Linked DNA regions of Oryctolagus cuniculus: region 1 is linked to region 2. Evidence: chromatin contacts called from public Hi-C data. All regions are on one chromosome and are shown on one strand. Each heading gives the region's core, a stretch centred on a gene start, on an enhancer-like site or on the middle of the called end of the contact. The rest is flanking DNA. Distances are from core to core; before and after follow the strand shown. Region 1 has its middle 25 kb from the start of PLEKHG3. Region 2 overlaps SPTB (spectrin beta, erythrocytic).

The links. Hi-C and Micro-C count contacts between places; a contact is called where the count stands out from the background.
Region 1: a Hi-C map of liver shows a contact between it and region 2, with 6 times the contacts expected there. The contact joins two enhancer-like sites. A contact is called at or near these places in 5 of 6 Hi-C or Micro-C datasets (ear pinna, liver, psoas muscle and 2 more).

The regions. Positions count from the first base shown.
Region 1 is chr20:5,786,937-5,790,386 of mOryCun1.1, forward strand. No RefSeq gene overlaps it. Among named protein-coding and RNA genes, the nearest start is that of PLEKHG3, 25 kb to the left of the region's middle. Within about 2 kb of position 1,790, at least 2 of the 8 cell types and tissues checked have an H3K27ac peak or open chromatin away from gene starts, as enhancers often do.
Region 2 is chr20:5,697,400-5,700,883 of mOryCun1.1, forward strand. SPTB (spectrin beta, erythrocytic) reads left to right here. Exons shown (of 36, transcript XM_051838742.2): 30 at 188-384; 31 at 681-724; 32 at 1,144-1,222. Among named protein-coding and RNA genes, the nearest start is that of PLEKHG3, 64 kb to the right of the region's middle. Within about 2 kb of position 1,607, at least 1 of the 8 cell types and tissues checked has an H3K27ac peak or open chromatin away from gene starts, as enhancers often do.

The DNA.
Region 1 (3,450 bases), core at 540-3,039, 90 kb after region 2:
ATCTTTTAATTCTGTGTTTCACAAATTTTTTTGGTAAATATTTATTTATTTATTTATTTGAATGGCAGAGTTACAGGGAGAGAAGGAGAGAGAGAGAGAGAGAGAGAGAGAGAGAGAGAGAAATCTTCCATCTGCTGGATAACTCCCCCAGAAGGTTACAATGGCCAGGACTGGGCCAGGCAGAAGCCAGGAGCAAGAACTTCTTCTGAGTTGTCCATGTGGGTGGCAGGGGCCCAAGCACACAGGCCATTTTCTGCTGCTTTTTCAGGCATTTTTTTTTTTTAAAGATTTATTTATTTATTTGAGAGGCAGAGTTACAGAGAGGCAGAGGCAGTGAGGGAGAGAGAGAGAGAGAGAGGTCTTTCATTCAGTAGTCACTCCCCAAATGGCTGCAATGCCTGGAACTGGGCAGATCCAAAGCCAGGAGCCAGGAGCCAGGAGCTTCTTCCACGTTTCCCTTGCAGGTGCAGGAGCCCAAGAACTTGGACCATCTTCCACTGCTTTCCCAGGCCATAACAGAGAACTGGACTGGAAGTGGAGCAGCTGGGATTTGAACTGGCGCTCATGTGGGATGCTGGCACTGCAGGCAGCAGCATTACCTGCTATGCCACAGTGCTGCCCCCTCATGGGCCATTAATAGAGATCTGGATCACAAAGTGGAGCAGCCGGAACTGGAAGCTGCTAAGCCACACCACCAGCCCCTCCCACAAATTTTGGACCTACCCTTGTACTCATGACTTGGAGGTGGAGTGTTGTCTCCTGCTTGCCCAATTCGGCTCTTGCTAAAGACTGTAAACATGTTTCAGCACTACAGCAGTGACAAGAGGCTTGTTCTGCCTTTGTCTGATGGAAACCTGACCTGCACTGGAGGAGATGAGAGCCGCTGTCTGATGAACCCACAGTCACTGGCGGTGCAGGGTTCTCGTGTGCCTCGTAGGAAATGCCTGATGAAAAATATGTGTAGAGATTACAAACTCTGCACCAAAATAACATTTAAATAATTTATTTATTTGAAAGATTGGCAGAGGGAGAGATGGATAGAGACCTTCCGTGCTCTGAATGATACTCCAAGTGGCCGACACAGCCAGGGCTGAGCCAGGAGCCAGGAGCCAGGAGCCAGGAGCCTCACCCGGTTCTCCCCACATGAGTGCAGGGCCCCACGCACTTGGGCCATCTTCCAGTGCTTTCCCAGGCCACAGCAGGAAGCTGGATAAAGCAGAGCAGCCAGGATTCAAACTGCTATTCCAGGATGGGATGCCAGTGTTGCAAGTGGCAGCTTAACGCACTGTGCCACAATGCCAGCCCTCAAAGCAAACATAATTTTCATGACTGTTTTGAAGTACCTTCGTATTATTCTAAATGAGCTCACAAAAGCAAAAATGCTTAGCACAGAGTCTGGTAACTAGGCTTATTAAATGTTAGCCCTGTCTTCTTTTTTTATTTTAATTTTTATGTATGTATTTGAGAGGTAGATACGTGCAGAATGATAGTGGTGGATGTGTACAGAGAGAGGGCTCTCATTGACTGATCCACTCCCCACATGCCCACAATAGCTAGGCTGGGCCAGGCCAAAGCTGGGAGCAGGAACTCAGCCTGGGTCTCCCACGTGGGAAACAGGGACCCAAAGGACCGAGGCATCACGAGCGCCTCCCAGGGTCTGCTGGAGCCAGGTCCTGAACCCAGCGACGCTGATGTGTCTGTGGGCTGCTTACCCTGTGCCTTAAAGCCCAGGCTTCTCTGTTCCTGATGTCTGTCCCAGAAGCCACCAGCAACGGAGCAGCCTCTTTCTCTACAGCCATGCCTTGCGCAGCAGAGGAGGGGGCTTGGGGGATCCTCCCAGAATCGCTCCAGGCAAGGACGCGGGTCAGCGCCAGCCCGGGTGTTTCGGGTGGGGCCTCCACTCTGCCTGCCTGTGAATTCACAGCCTGTGTTTCCGCCTGCGCCTCGCCTCGGCTCAGCCCAGCTCTACCCCATGGCCAGGAGTCTGGAAGGGCCGACGCTCTCGCCCCATCAGCAACCACAGGAGCGTCCAGAGGCTTGAGGCCCTGCAGGCACCGGGAGGGAGTGTGGCTCCTGGGTGCGTGCCCAGCTCTGGCCTAGGCTGGGCCCCGCAGCCGCCACTTCTCCCTCCCCCACAGACACGCGGGGCTTTATAGTCCGATTATGCCATGGAAACTATGCACTCCCTGCCCTGTTCACATGGCCTCTTCTCTCTCTCTGCCAAGCCCTCCGCTCCTAGCCGGCTGTGCGCGCGTGTGAAAGAGGGCCCCGTAAAAATCCCAGGCGGACTTCTTCGTGGGCGTCCTGGACTTGCTGCCCCGCCCCCAGCCCCCAGCCCCCAGCTGGCCGCCGCCCTCTCCTCAGAGAGCCCGGCTGCAGGCCCTGACAATGAGCTTCAGGGCCCTCTCAGTTCCACCCTTCGCCCCGGGGGCCCACGCTGCCCCCCACAGAGCCTGCAGGTGTCTTCCAGAGCCCTCCACCTGCTGTCTAGGGAGGTAGCAACTGCCACAGCTGGCAATTTCAGTCCTGAAGCTACTTCTCGCCGGGTTAGGAAAGTAAAGACTCCAGGACAAGTGTTGTGGCTGCAGCTTGCCACGCCAGCATCCCAGGTCAGAACGTTAGTTCGAGTCCCGGCTGCTCCACTTCTGATCCAGCTCACTGCTAACGCACTTGGGAAAGCAGCAGAGAATGGCCCAAGTGCTCAAGCCCTTGCTCCCACGTAGGAGAACCAGATGGAAATCCTGGCTCCTGGCTTCAGTATGACCCCCTCCTGGCCATCGCGGCCATTCGGGAAGTGAACCAGCAGATGGAAGATCCTTCTCTCTCTCTGTAACTCTGCCTTTTAAATAAATCTTTTTGCCGGCGCCGCGGCTCAACAGGCTAATCCTCTGCCTAGCGGTGCTGGCACACCGGGTTCTAGTCCTGGTCAGGGTGCTGGATTCTGTCCCGGTTGCCCCTCTTCCAGGCCAGCTCTCTGCTGTGGCTAGGGAGTGCAGTGGAGGATGGCCCAGGTGCTTGGGCCCTGCACCCCATGGGAGACCAGGAGAGGCACCTGGCTCCTGCCATGGGATCAGCACGGTGCACAGGCCGCGGCGGCCATTGGAGGGTGAACCAACGGCAATGGAAGACCTTTCTCACTGTCTCTCTCTCTCACTATCCACTCTGCCTGTCAAAAATAAATAAATAAATAAAAATTAAAAAAAATATATTTTTTAAAATTCTCATATCATACCATTCACCCATTTCAAATACAGAAGCCTGTGGGTGTTTTTTTTTTTTTAAGATTTATTTTATTTATTTGAAAGAGAGTTACACAGAGAAGGAGAGGCAGAGAGAGAGAGAGAGAGAGAGAGAGTGTCTTCCATCTGCTGCTCACTCCCCAAGTGGCTGCAATGGCCAGAGCTGGTCCATTCTGAAGCTAGGAGCCAGGAGCCTCCTCCAGGTCTCCCA
Region 2 (3,484 bases), core at 357-2,856:
GACCGGTCCTCGTGGAGGTGCATCCCAGCATGTTTTGTTGTTGTTCTAGTAAATGTAGTTTTTAACCCTAACTACTACTGCTTGATCCCTGGCATGGGGATTGGGGACCACTGGGGGACACCTGTTAGGGGGAGGGGGAGCTCCTGTCTGCGGGCCGAGCCAGGCTTTGACGCTTTTCTCGTGGCAGGGCTGGACGTGTGCCAGTTCTCGAGGGATGCCTCTGTGGCCGAGGCGTGGCTCATCGCCCAGGAGCCCTACCTGGCCAGCCGGGACTTCGGCCACACGGTGGACAGCGTGGAGAAGCTCATCAGGAGGCATGAGGCCTTTGAGAAATCCACACGCAGCTGGGCCGAGCGCTTTGCCGCCCTGGAGAAACCCACCTTGGTGAGCTGGGACCGGTGCTGGGAGGCTGGGCAGCCACACTGGGGAGATGGGGTGGGTGGGGGGCTTCAGGACCACCAGACCAGGGGCCAGGTGTTTGGGTGGCTGGGCAGGTGGGGAGAATGGGAAGGAAATAAGGGGTAGAAAATGCTGACCGTGAACGTAGAGGACTAAAAGGATGGCCCCGGGAGAGCGGACCCCAGGGTGCACCAGCCTTCCAGACAATGCCCCAGGGGGGCCCTCGGAAAACACGGCTCCCCTATGTGGCAGCTCTGACCCCCAGTCTCCTCTTCCCCCAGCTTGAGCTTAAAGAACGCCAGGACAAACCCGTAGAGGAGCCCGGGTGAGTGCTGGCCATGTGCCCCGCGGGCCAGGCCAGGGGGATGGGTGGGGAGGAGAAGGGGCCCAGATTTCACACTTGGGCCACCTGTCAGAGAAATCCAGAGGGGCCTGAGCTTGGAATCGGAGGGGCTTCTGTTCCCCTGAGTCGTACTGAGCGGAAGACCTGGCTCGGGGAAGGAGGGGTGGAGGCCCCTCCCACCAGGTACCAGCGCCTGTGCCCCGCTTTGCACAGAAACCTGTCCCTCGCTGAGGCACCTGTCTTCCCTCTGCCCGTTAGCCTGCGGGCGGCTCCTGGATCTGCTCTGTCCAGGCTCCCCTGGCTGTCTGGACAGGGAGACCCTGGGCGCACGCTCCCGGGTGGGTGCCAGCGGGAACCTTGGAGAGACGCTGCTGGTTAAAGAGAGCCTGTGTCTTCCTTAGGCCTCAAGAGGAGGAAGGTGAGACGGCGGGGGAGGCGCCCCGCGTGCCCCACCGTGCAGCCACCGAGAGAACGTCCCCGGTCAGTTTCCTGTCCCTAATGTCTAGTTCCTGGGAGTCGCTGCTGCCAGAGCCCGCGCACCCCTACTAGGCCCAGCCAGGGCTGGAGGGAGGAGGCTGGCCGGAGCTGGCGCCACCCGGGGCCTTGCTCGGAGCAGTTCACCTCTCTACTTAGGTTTTCTAGAATGCTGCCCCTCCTCCCTGCCACCCCGAAGCCACTGTCCCTCCAGGCCACTGACGACCCGGGTTAGTTTGGTTTTATCTAGTCGAATAAATTTTCTTGTATAAACACATCACCTTCTACACACCAGGGGGCGCACTTTATCCCTGTTTGCCTTCTAACCCCATCCTCAACACAGCACGCCCTGCACGCGCACATGCACGCCCACGCTCCGGCCTGTCCTGCCCACCCACCGGCCCCACGATGGAGTGGGGACTCCTCCTCCTGCACAGAGCACTGCCCACTTCCCAGGGCCAGACCTGCCTGTGGAGCAGGTTCCAAGGCAAGAACAGACCTTAGGGGTGAGGGAGCGGCCAGAGCTCCAAGGGCTTCCAGCTGCCCAGCCTCCCACCTTATAGAAAAGGAAGGTCTGGGGTCAGCTGGCAGGGCCTGGGGCCCATGCCTGGCTGGCACAGGTCCCATAGGACCCCTGTCAAGGCTGAGGCCCGTAGCCCTGGGGGCTGCACCCAGGTTCAGGCAGGAATTCAGCATGTGGCTGGCACGGCTCTCCCCTGCATGCCTCCCACCCCTGTGAAGCCCTGGGGAGCTCACCTGAGCCTCAGCCACCCCACAACAACGCACACAGGGCAAGCCCACCCTGTGCGGAAGCCCCCTGGGCCCAGGTGCTAGCTTGCCTGCCCCTCCACCCCACGGGTGCCCTCACACAGCTGCCTAACCAAGGTGCAGCAGCCCACCAGGCCCAGAAGAGGGCGCTGCTGGGCTGCTGCTAAAAGCTCTCTCCCCAAAGCATGTTCCGAAGCTCCCAGGGCCGCCTGTGGCTGAGTCCCTGGCTATGGTGGACTGCGTCTCGCCCCCCTTTTTCCCAGCAGCAGCCCCCGCACGGAGGACCCGGGGGCTTACAAGGACCGCGGACACGGCTGGGGCTGCCCCCTGCCTGCCTCCCTTCCCCACCTGTGCTTCTGCCAGTGCATCCTTGCGCGTCTGCATGCCGCGGTGGCCTGGGTGTGCGGGCTCCTGTGGGACCACCTGAGCCACTCCATCCGTCCTGTGTGTCGTGTCCGTCTCACCAGCCGCGTGTGCCACAGCTGCCCCTGCCCAGCACCTGGATGTCACCAGGGCAGGGCAGAGGGGCCTGGGGGGAGGTGTGGAATAAAACCTAATTGGACCTGAGTCTCTCTCTGGGGTAAGGGGGGAGCCCGCCATTGGAGGCCCCTCCCAGAAAGCCAGCCACTCCACCGATGGGAAAGCTGTCCTGTGTGGGGGACCAGAAAGAAACCACATGGCAAAGCTCAGGAGCACCCAGCCCAAGGCCTCCTGGAGAGATTCCTGCTGCTGCTCCTTCCATGAAACTGAGAGCAATGCAATCAGTACCCAATCAACCTTGGATCCAAGAAAGAGAAGAAGGAGCCCAACTCCACTGCAGAAGGCGCTGCCCGCCCCCCCCCCCAACAAAGCCAGCGGCTGGCTCCCCTGCCCCGTCACCGCTCCTCTCCCGGAGTCGGACAGCTGTGTGCTGGGTCTCCTGTGGTCCTGTGTGTGTGGTCTGGTGTTGGGCTCTGTAGCATAGATCCATATGGTGTCGCTTCTGGTGAAACCCCTGTACTAACGCATGCTGGCTCCCTGCTGGCGGCCCCCTGCAGGCCCCACCCCTGGTCCTCCCTTCCCCTGTGTGCGTGTGTGCGCGCGCACCTGTGTGCACACAGTGCCAGAGCTGTCATGGCCTCCCGTCCGACCTGCCTACACAAAAGCCGAGACTTGCATGCAGGTGAGTGCCTTAGCAGGTGAGGGCGAGCAGGAAATTGTAGGCGTCTGCTGAGAGAGGTTCAGCACGTCTGACTTCTGCTCCTTGTGTGGCTGCAAGCTTCCTGCATTTTCAACAAACCACCTAATCCCTCAATCTTCCTGCCCTTAGGTCTCTGCAGGGCTCTAGAAAGTTCTGCACATTCCTCTGTGTCAATGACAAAGCAAATCCAAGGCAGGGGCTAGGAAATGTGGTTTCTTTCCTCCGTCCAGTCTTGGTCTTAGCTCTGAAGTGCCTGATGGCTTTGCCAGACGCCAGCCGTGGTGGGGGTGGGATAGGAGGCAAAGGACAGGGGTGCGTGC